2 separate regions of the Rattus norvegicus genome follow, and region 2 is linked to region 1. Evidence: chromatin contacts called from public Hi-C data. All regions are on one chromosome and are shown on one strand. Each heading gives the region's core, a stretch centred on a gene start, on an enhancer-like site or on the middle of the called end of the contact. The rest is flanking DNA. Distances are from core to core; before and after follow the strand shown. Region 1 holds the start of Kprp (keratinocyte proline-rich protein). Region 2 has its middle 33 kb from the start of Lce3b.

Region 1 (5,234 bases), core at 2,530-5,029:
TCAACAATCAAACAAGTAAGAACACTAAAAACAATAAAAATTTAAAACCAGAGATTGGAAGGTCATATGTGTGTGTGTGTGTGTGTGTGTGTGTGTGTGTGTGTGTGTGTGTATATATATATATATATATATATATATATGCATATATATATGCACTTAGTGTATGCATGCATAGAGTCAGAAGTTGTTCTTGGATTGTAATCCCATATTACTTCTCCTCTTGACAATAGGGTTTCTCATTGACCTTCTGTATCATTCCTTCACACTGGGGTTACAAGCATGTAGTATTATATTTGGTTTCTTATTTGGGTGCTAGTCTAAAGTCGTAGCCTCATGCTTATGTGACAAATGTTGTACTCACTGAACCATAACCCCCATCCTGAACCCACTGAGTTTGAAGATACTGCCAAATAAGGAAGAACTTAAACCGTGTTAGAACAGGTCGTATCCGGTCGTATTCCACATTTACCATTGCCTTCAGGTAATCTCAGCACTAATTTTAATACTTAACCAATGACAACTTTGTATGTGTACGTGTGTTGTATTTGTGTTTAGGTATTTGTTTGAGTGTGTGCATGTGCCTAGGGTTAACACAGTGCTTTTATCCACCACTGATGCCTACATTCTTTTTTTGCGATAGGATCACTCACTAAAACTGGAGCTCACAATAAGCTCGGCTGATTGTCCTGCAAACCTCACATATCCTTTTGTCTTTGTCTTCCTATTGTTAAAATTACAGAATGAAACAAGCCTTTTAAGTGAGAATTCTGGGAATCATAACTCTGATCTGTGGCAGGCATGTTACAGACTAAGCCATTCCTCTAACCCCACCGATGACAACTGCTAAAGTTTAGAAATTTATACAGAGTAGAAGGAAGATTGTCAGGAGTTTACCATTTTGCTCTTAGTCCAATGACAATTTCTGAAACTGTATTGTTTTAAACCGAATGACTAACTCTAATGGCTAGCTTTACTCCCCAGTATCTATTTCTCTCTGTGAATTACAATAAGTAACAAAACTTTTGAGTCTCCTCTTGTTTATCTATTTCTCTCTATTTCTCTCTGTGAATTACAATAAGTAACAAAACTTATGAGTCTCCTCTTGTTTATCTACTCATTCACTAGCGATCTGTGATATGCAATTTCATGCTTAATGTTCTATTCATTTATTATGTGCCTGTTAATATATTCATCTTATGTCAGGATATGGACAAACAGGGACACCATAGCTATGTTTCTCTTCAAAAGGTTGAATGGAGGAGACAGATGTTAGTATTCAGCAGTTCACATCCTGGTGATGTCAATTAGTTTCAGTTCTCAGTTTGCCAGTTTTCCAGGTTACTTATATATTATTCAAGTTCAGGAAATCTTGGTTAAAGTTTGGGATCAGAAAAATAACTCACAGCAGAAATATCATTGGCACCACACTAGAAATATCTAGGATTTAGTCTCTCCAAGGCAGTCGTTAGTATATGATACCCAGGCAAATTTCTTCTGCCTGAGGATCCTCATCTGTAGAAGGGCAAATTAGGACCTGGAAACTTTTGAGGATTCTGGTTGGTATGATACTCTGAAAGTCCATAATCCTATGGAAGTCTGGAGTTATACATGAGCAGTGTTTGGAATGAGTGATGGGGATAAATGCTAGGACTCTCAAGTCACATTGAACTGGACAGACTTTACCTTGGGAGAGACTTCAGAAACATGATTTGTGTGTGCACTGTTGGACACAAAGAACTTTCATACCTACAATATAATTTTGTCCCCAGAAGCACTTGCTAGGTGTTATAAGTCCCATCATTTCATGAAGAAAATGAATCACAGAGGGGGACATGGCTATATTAAGTATTTAATATCAATTTTCTTATCTACCTCACACAATAATCTTAAGACCTTTCATGCTTACTTCTCCTTTTTATTCATATTTCTCCCTCTTAACGTTCTTAAGAGTTCATATACAATAGGTTTGGGCTTATGGAAACTAAGTAGATTTCACTTCATTAGTAAATACTAGAGTTCAAAATATATTTAAATTTACGTTTGCTTATAAGTTTGGTTAGAATCTGAATGATTCCAAAAGCTAGATGGTGATGATTGAGTAAAGACTTTTGAGATTTTGTTTTCTTTTGTCAAAATTTATTTTGATTTATTTATGTGCATGAGAGGGTGTCTATGTGAGTGCTTATGCATGTACATATGTTAGTGCTTATGCCCGGACCTGCATGTAGAGGTGAGGAGAGGATGTCATGTGTCCTCTTTATTACTGACCACATATTCTTCTAAGGCAGAGTATCTTCCTGAACCTGAGAATTCATAGCATGGCTAGGCTGGAAGCCAGTATGTCTTCCCTAGTGATCCTTCTAGCTTTGTGTCCCCTAAAAGTTGAAATTATGAGCTTTTATAGAGGATGCCTGGCTAGTTGTTGGGTTACTGCTGGCATCTGAGCTCTTATCCTCAGGATTACAGAGTAAGTACTATTAACCATTGAGCATAGCTCTAGCCCAATGCTTGCTTCCTTTTTAACCATAAAAAGAATAATGGAAAAATAATATAAGGAGCCTTGCACTTTACATTGCATTGTACATGTAGAATGAAGAATGATGGCATGGTGGCACATGCCTTTAACCCCCACACTCAGGAGGCAGAGACAGGCATATCTCTGAATTTGAGGCCAGCCTGGTCTACAGAGAGAGTTTCAGAAACCCTGTCTCAAAAAACAAAAACAAAAACAAACAAACAAAAACAAACAAAAAACCCACAACCCTCAAAACCCCCCAAAACCAAACCATGATGAAGCTTTGTAGAATGGAAAATTATATACCATATTAGTGGAAGGTAACTATTGCCAGTCTGATAAAAGGCAGGCATCTCTAAACAAACTTGATTTATAAAGGAAAACCTGGAGATCTAGAACATTAACTAAAATCTCTTCATTTAAAAATATTAGTTGTTAATTTTAGCGAAGTGCAGAGAAATATAAAGGATACCCAACTTGTGTTTATGTGGCTCATGGGGCCCCCTTGCTTGTTCTATTCTGAACCGTGCTGTTTTCTAACACATGAACTGCCTTATGCTGCTTTGGAAGACTTCTCTACAGCATCCACCAAACACTTGCTCTTCATCCACTGTCTTCTCAGCTTTAGACTGGGCCATAGCAGATGCACAGTGATCCAGTTGCATTTTTGCTTGTGGTGTGCTTTCTCTTGAGAAAATGTTGGATATTTTGAACATCGTTCTTAGTAAGATGGATTTGTATGAAACAATTGTTATAGTCTCCATGACAATGGTAAAAAGACTCACCCATTTTGGAGAAGAGTAAAGTAACTTCTAACTTAGTTATAAAGGTCGCCAAGCTGTAAGTTAGCAGCATGAGACCCTAGATGCAGCTCTGACCCCACATTTTCTTCATTACTTCTATCTCATGAGAATCTAAGGCAAGGGGATAGTAGAATATGGAACGGTTTTCTAGGAGAGATGATACCTCAATGCCTCCTCAACACCTTCATCATTGAGTCCTGTTGGGATGGAGAGGAAACTGATAGGATGAACAATGAGGAAGAAAATGACCTGCTTCTCCATAGTCTAGAAGCTCTGACACCAGAAAAAGACACTCCCAGCTCTGTAGGTGACTAGACGGACAGCACACAGGGAGGAAATTAGGTGGTGGAATGTTACCTTGGGCAGATGCCAACCAGTTGTCTCATGGTTTGAGCCAGACCCACAGCTCTTTATATAAACACAGTCCTCTGCCCAGATGCCTTAGCCTGGATGACTTTGTGCCTGCTGAGGAGGGTGAGTCTGGAAGCTGGGTCCGGGGATCATGTTGGGGTTGATGGATATTCAAGGGGTTCCCAGACTCTAAAACTGAGGAATGATTAAGGCAGAAGCTGGGGCAGAGAGACATCAGTCTGAGGTGGAAAATTGATTAAGGATTATAAAATGTTTAGGGTTTATGGAAAGATATGGGGTTTAAAAGTTGGTGTATTTGCCTTTGACAGTCCTGGTCTTTTCTCCAGGTACCATTTCTTTTGTTAGTGACTCATTGTCCCAGGAAAAGATACAATGTTCTTTTATTTTGAGTCCCTAGATGCATAAAAGGATGGAAACAGTAGTTATTTGTTTTATCTGAGTAGAGGCACATGAGGATGGATGAGCCACCATGTGTAGGGAACACAAACATAGACAATTGCTACAAATGGAAAATGTCTAGTTCTGTCTACCAGTGGAAGAATTTTAGGTATCCTGGAAGGTTGTGAGAGATGTTTTGTTGTTATGATTTAATTGACAGATTAGCTCTGTTCTTTGCCAGTCATTGGGCTACCTGTACAGACAGGTAGCTCTGGGAAAAGCAGATGGGAACTACTGTATTTTCTTGCAAGGTAAGGGTAGTATAGGAATGTATGCCTGAATGCCTTATGTCATACTGTGACGATCTTGCTATGCAGTTCCATAAGTGTTTCCGACTCTACTTACATCACTGTAAATCCTTGAATGTCATGAAGAATATGATAGTCTCTGGGTTATCTCAGCTTCATTAGCATCTCAGAGGGTCTGAGGAGAAAATATTTCTGAAGTTAGCAGATTTTTACCCTCTAGATGATTAATAACAGCAGTCTGCTTGGGCAAGTGACCGTGCTGTCCTTAATGATGGTATGTTTTGCATGTGAAGTATATATGAATTTTCATATTTCTCTGAAGATCTGTTTAAATTAATTCACTTAAAAAGATTGGATGGGAGCAGCAAATATTAAGCACTGGGCCTGACAGGTCCAGAATTTTCCTTGATCCTTTGCTAATTCAGTGGATTTTTTTTTGATGTAATGTGAACATAGATAATGCCTGTGTACCCCCAGCCCTGCCTCATGGTCATTTTTACATGTGGCTTGTGTATACCTCCCTGTGTGCATGGAAGCCTCAGTTTGGGCTATGTATGGGAAACAAGCTGTTACTTGTTTTTCCTGTAGGGCTGTTTCCATCACTTGACTTGTTAAGTGTTAATTTGCTTGTCATCACTGCTCTCTGGTGGCAGACATTGGTATGCCTACCTTTATATCCAGCTATGCAGAACTGAGCCATTTTGGCATAACCAGGTTAGGGGGCAGGGAGAGGGGGCAGGTCTCACGAACAATAATGACTAGCATGGGCTCAGGTAAGTCAGTAAGTAAAGGTTGAAGGCATCTAAAGAAAAACCAGAGAAGACACCAGGCTTCTGGTTCTAGATCCCAGCTCCTCAC
Region 2 (5,264 bases), core at 1,244-3,743, 83 kb before region 1:
TTCAAGTTTCTACCGACCTCAGCCAAATTTCTCTGCTGTGTTTCAAAGTTTTCTGTTGCTGGGCATCACTGCTGTCACCATAAGAGAGCTCTCACCGCAAAGAAAGAAAGAGTAGATTTTAGTTTTTTTCCTTCTGTACCCAGATAGGAGTGACCATGGCCCAGGTACACAGATTTAAGTTACCCCAAATTCCATGCTCCAATATTTCATGAAGTTTCTGTTGTAACCAAATAAAGAAAGCCGTAAGTCCAGACACCTTTAAACTCTACTGGAATAAACACTAAGTAGGTGGTCACAGTAAAGCCATCTTATATGCTATGTGATGACTCCAAATTTTGTGAAGAATAGGCTTTTACTAAGTTAATACATTATTTTATGTTTGTCTGGATGTTAGGTCTGGCTTCATGAGCTACTTATCAGATGTTAAGTGAGAGACAGAGGCGGGCAAAGAATAGAAATTTATCTTTAACCCCAAGATAAATTCTAATTTACCTGTGGCTGCAATGTCTATTCATCACTGAATTTTAACCAGCCAATCTGCCTTTGCAAACAGCTTCTTTCCAGGAATTCTTGTTCACAGTGCCAGTTATGTCTTCAGTCCTTAGTGCGCTAGCTAACTTCCTGCGGTTTCCTAGAGCGTTTGCCATACCTCAGTGCTCATAGCTGCTCCTGCCTGTTTTGCTGTGGACGCCTCTGCTGCATAGATAAGCCCAACTACAGCTATCAGCTCTGGCTAGGGCCCAGACTGTTTTGTGATCCTGACTGTCACAGCAAGTCACTGCCTTGAGGTTTTAAGTTTCTGTCTTACCCAGTGCTATCAGAAGATCTAAATCCCTGCTTTGAAATAACATATCGTTTGAGGGTGTCTGGTAAGTCATTCTATTTAAAAATAAACCAAGAATTTATTGGTCAGCCAGAAAAGAGAAAAGGTAAAGTCACTGTTGGGAAAGACAATTGGGCATCTTGACCAGAGCACATGGGGTAGTCCCTGTAAGGCATCTCAGCAGTGGGTATGTGAACAGAGATTCTGCCTAGCTGCCTTCAAGTGGAAAGGGCAACAATAGCTTTGAATTCAAACAGCTCAGCAGTTGTCTTCCTGAATAAATGATCAGAGAAAAACCTCTGATCACAGTGATATCTCAGCAAGTAGACAGGGATGAGATGTGAACAACAAAAAATAAAAAGATAGAACTAAAGCAAGGAGTAAGTGATGGAGGGGAATAAGATTACTTGCATAAAATAGTTGCAAAACATGAAATTCTGGGTCCATGGCAAACCAGTGGTTTGTCAGCAACCAGCAGAAAATCAGGAACACAGACTATATTTTGTTATTGTGTTTCTATCCAGGGAAGGAAGAAGAGGGTAGGGCAGAAGAGTTCAGCACATGGGGATAGTGGTCCTTAAAAGCCTGACATAGCCCTTTCTGTTGTCTGCTCACACCTACTCTTAGGGCAGAGAAAGTGGTATTCATAGAGGAGGTGATTTAGGAAATGGATTTAGGCTTTTTTGGTATTTATTGTATCTTCAGGGATTAGTTATTTCTCAGAAAGAATGTCTTTCTCTTAATCTGACAAGACTCACAACCGTTCAAACCATCACAATTTTTGAAAAGAGACTATTTAGCAAATAATTATGATAATTTATTTTACAATGAGAATAAAATGCATAAAAAAGGTTGGTGTGAGTATCAGAAAAGCAAAAGGAATCAGAAGCTCAAGGAGTACTTGAATTTTTTTCTTTTAAAATTTAAATATACTTTTTACTTTCTTAGATTATATTGTAATTACATCAGTTCTCCCATAGTTTTCTTCCCTGCAAATTCTCTCATGTTCCATCTTGCTGTTTTTCAAATTTATGACATCTTTATATTTATATATGTATATATTCTCTCTCTCTCTCTCTCTCTCTCTCTCTCTCTCTCTCTCTGTATTTCTATTATCTAGAAATGCAACCTTCTCAGTTTGATAATGTTACCTGTGGCTGACCATTTGGCATGGGATAACCAATTGTTGTGTTGGTTTGTGGAGAATAATGTTTGTCCCTATGTTCACATGGGTGTAGTTCTCATGCCTCACCACGGATTTACTTTTAAAGTGAGAATCATCTTTACTGAGTATCTGTCTCTGGTCTGTGCATCCTGAAGTTGTACTTGTGCTGAGGCCAATTCTCATCCCTATTAACCATGGACTTGAGGCAAAAGCCACACATGACAAGACCACAACCAACAGCAGACATAATAATTCAACTGGAAGCTTCTCCAGGAGATTATGAAGAAGACAGGTAAGTATTTATCATCAGCGCTTCTTGTCACTACAGTAATGGATGTCTGGCAGGAACAGTTAGTCAGGCAGAAACTGAGGCAGGCACAGTTCAAGTAGAAAGATGAACTCCTCTGAAACAACTTTTAAAATTGAAGTCACAGGCTTCCACTCTGTTCTTGCCTATTCCTGTAGACTCAAGATTTGTGAATGGAATCCTTTAGATGGGCACATGGCTGACCTAGAAACATAGCAGCTCCATGACTCAGTTAAAACTATACTACAGTCATTGAAAAACAAGTCTGTGACAAGATACATTTAACAATGGAGTGACTGACACCCAGAGACATTAACTAGTTTTAGGTAACACAGCTACTACAAGGTAGGGAATTAAATCCAGGTGGTCTGGCTCCTAGCCTTGTAACCTCTATTGTTGCAGGCTGTGCTGCCCTCTTCCTCGGCTCTAACAGTAAAGAGCAAGTGCTCCGTGCACAATCCAAGGGAAAGGCAGGTCCAGAATCCAGTCTGGGCTTCTCAAAAAGCTGTTAGAAAGAGATGACTCACCTAGGTATGTGGCTGTGCTGTGGCACTCCCTGGAGGCTGACACCTGACTGGGCCTTGAAGAGGAGGTTCTCAGAGACTGCTGCCTCTTCTCATGTCCCCCCATCAGTCCAAAGGAAATTCCTCATCATCTCCTCAGGGGAAACAGGGTGAAGTGAGCAAGCAGAGTGAGAAAGGAGGGAGAGGAGCTGACAGGGAACAGACCCACAGAGGATGCTTTTTAGATTGTGTAAGGTCCTGAACTCAGTACTCATTTGAATTACTGTGCTATTTTCATGGAATGAGAGTTCTTAACCCCATGGCTGGAAATTTTTGTTTTGACAGTACAGACCCACTGTTGTCAATAAGTTTCAGTTATGAACAATGACTGACATATATAATCCATCTTCTTTATGTCTTCTTATGGTTGATCAAAAGGGCTGGTAGTTATGCCAATGTGACACTCAGGGGGACCTGAACAATCAGATCCTTATCTTAGGACTAAGCTCCCAGCGTATGGCAGTTGCGAGGCTCGATGGTTTCCAGAGAGGAAGGACTGACTTTGTCTGCTGGAGGTAGAACATGGTGGTAGATGAGTATCAGATCTGGCTAGATGCCTGATGTGGCTATTGATGTGGCTATGCAGTGCTATCCCTCCCCTACCAGGACTTTGGCTCACCCAGGACTAATCCTTATTCTCCTACACAAGATCCCCTGGGCATGTTCTTCATCTACACTGAACCTGATGTTCCTCATGCACTTGTTCCTATTCCAGTCTCTAAACTTCTTGAAGGATTGGGACAGTCCAGGTAGGTTCTGGAGCACTAGAGAAAAAAAAAACACAGCTGAGTCTTCAGAGAAGCAAGGTGAGAAGGGCAGTGTTTGAAGAAGTCTGCACAATGGATGTGCTCTGTGTAGAACTGCAGTGAAGTTAACTTCTTAACATACAAGCACAGAAAGAAATGCCGCATTTCTGCAGGACATTGGTCCAGAGCCTGATCCCTTGTTGGCACTTTTCCCAGATGGGTAAGAACAATGTTCTTGGGTTTCTCTTAGCTTTGCCTTGGGGCTTGGCAGTGAAGAGCACCTTGTTGCTGATGAGTGTTTGCCAAACCTGCAGAAACCTATAAAAACTTGCAGAAGCCTGCAGGAGCCTGAGAAGGCTGGCCCTTCTGAATTCCATGCAGGAAGAGGATGTATAGAGGGAGGGGAAAGAAGAGCCATCCTTAGTGTATATACTAATGTGTTTAATCTCCTGTAGGGAGATTTCACAAATCTCTTTTTTCAAAATTGGATATTTTATTTATTTACATTTCAAATGTCATCCCCTTTCCCAGTTTCCCTCTGAAAACCCTCTATTCCACCCCCTTAACCTGCTTCTATGAGGGTGCTCCCCTACTCACCTGCCCACTCCCGCTTCAACACCCTAGTATTCCTCTACACTGGGGCAGCAAGCCTTCACAGGACCAAGGGCTTCCCCTCCTATTGATGCCAGATAAGGCCCCTTCAGCTCTTTCAGTCCATCCCCTAACTCTTCCATTGGGTCCCTGTGATGGTCCTGATGGTTGGTTGACTTCAAGTATCCACATCTGCATTGGTCAGGATCTGGCAGCGCCTCTCAGGAGATAACTGTATCGGGCTCCTGTCAGCAAGCACTTCTTGGTATTAGCAATACTGTCTGGGTTTGGTGTATGCAGGTGGGATGGATCCCCAGGTGAGTCAATCTCTGGATAGCCTTTCCTTCAGTCTCTGCTCAACTCTTTGTTCCTGTGTTTCCTTTAGACAGGATCATTTCTGGGTTAAAATTTTGGATATGGGTGGGTGGCCCCATCCCTCAACCGGGGGGCCACGCCTAACCTCTGAATATGGTCTTAACAGGTTCTCTCTCCCCTTTGTGGGGTATGTCAGCTAATTTCTCCCCTGTTGGGTTCTGGGATGCTCTTGCTTTCCTGTCATCTGAGACTTTCTGGTTGGTACCCTCAGTTCCCCATGCCCCATGGCTACACACCTCTTTTCAATTTCCTGACCCTCTATATATCTCCTCCATTTCCTCCCATACCTGATTCTGCCCCTCTTTCCCACTCCCCTCTTCTCTTCCTCCCAAGTTCCTCCCACTCTCTACTGCCCTTGATTATTTTGTTCCCTTTTCTAAGTAGGACTGAAGCATCCACTCTTTGGTTTTCCTTCCTCTTGAGCTTCATGTGGCCCTTGAGTTGTATTGTGGGTATTCCAAGCTCTTTGCCTAACATCTACTTATCTGTGAGTACATACCATGTGTGTGTTCTTTTGTGACTGAGTTACTTCAGGCTGATATTTTCTAGTTCCATCCATTTGCCTGAGAATTTCGAGAAGTCATTATTTTTATTTAATAGCTGAGTAGTATTCCATTGTGTAAAAGTACCACATTTTCTGTACCTACTGAGGGATATTTGGGTTGTTTCCAGTTTCTAGCTATTATAAATATGG

Evidence for each region. A called contact is a pair of places that touch in the nucleus more often than the background predicts.
Region 2: a Hi-C map of the A7r5 cell line shows a contact between it and region 1, with 8 times the contacts expected there. The contact joins the enhancer-like site here to the promoter of Kprp in region 1. A contact is called at or near these places in 2 of 12 Hi-C or Micro-C datasets (the A7r5 cell line and the Rat2 cell line).

Annotation. Positions count from the first base shown.
Region 1 is chr2:181,128,373-181,133,606 of GRCr8, reverse strand. Kprp (keratinocyte proline-rich protein) reads left to right here and starts at 3,779. Exons shown (of 2, transcript NM_001002290.1): 1 at 3,779-3,792.
Region 2 is chr2:181,210,175-181,215,438 of GRCr8, reverse strand. No RefSeq gene overlaps it. Among named protein-coding and RNA genes, the nearest start is that of Lce3b, 33 kb to the left of the region's middle. Within about 2 kb of position 2,493, at least 2 of the 93 cell types and tissues checked have an H3K27ac peak or open chromatin away from gene starts, as enhancers often do. A contact at or near this core is called in the A7r5 cell line, where this site is marked.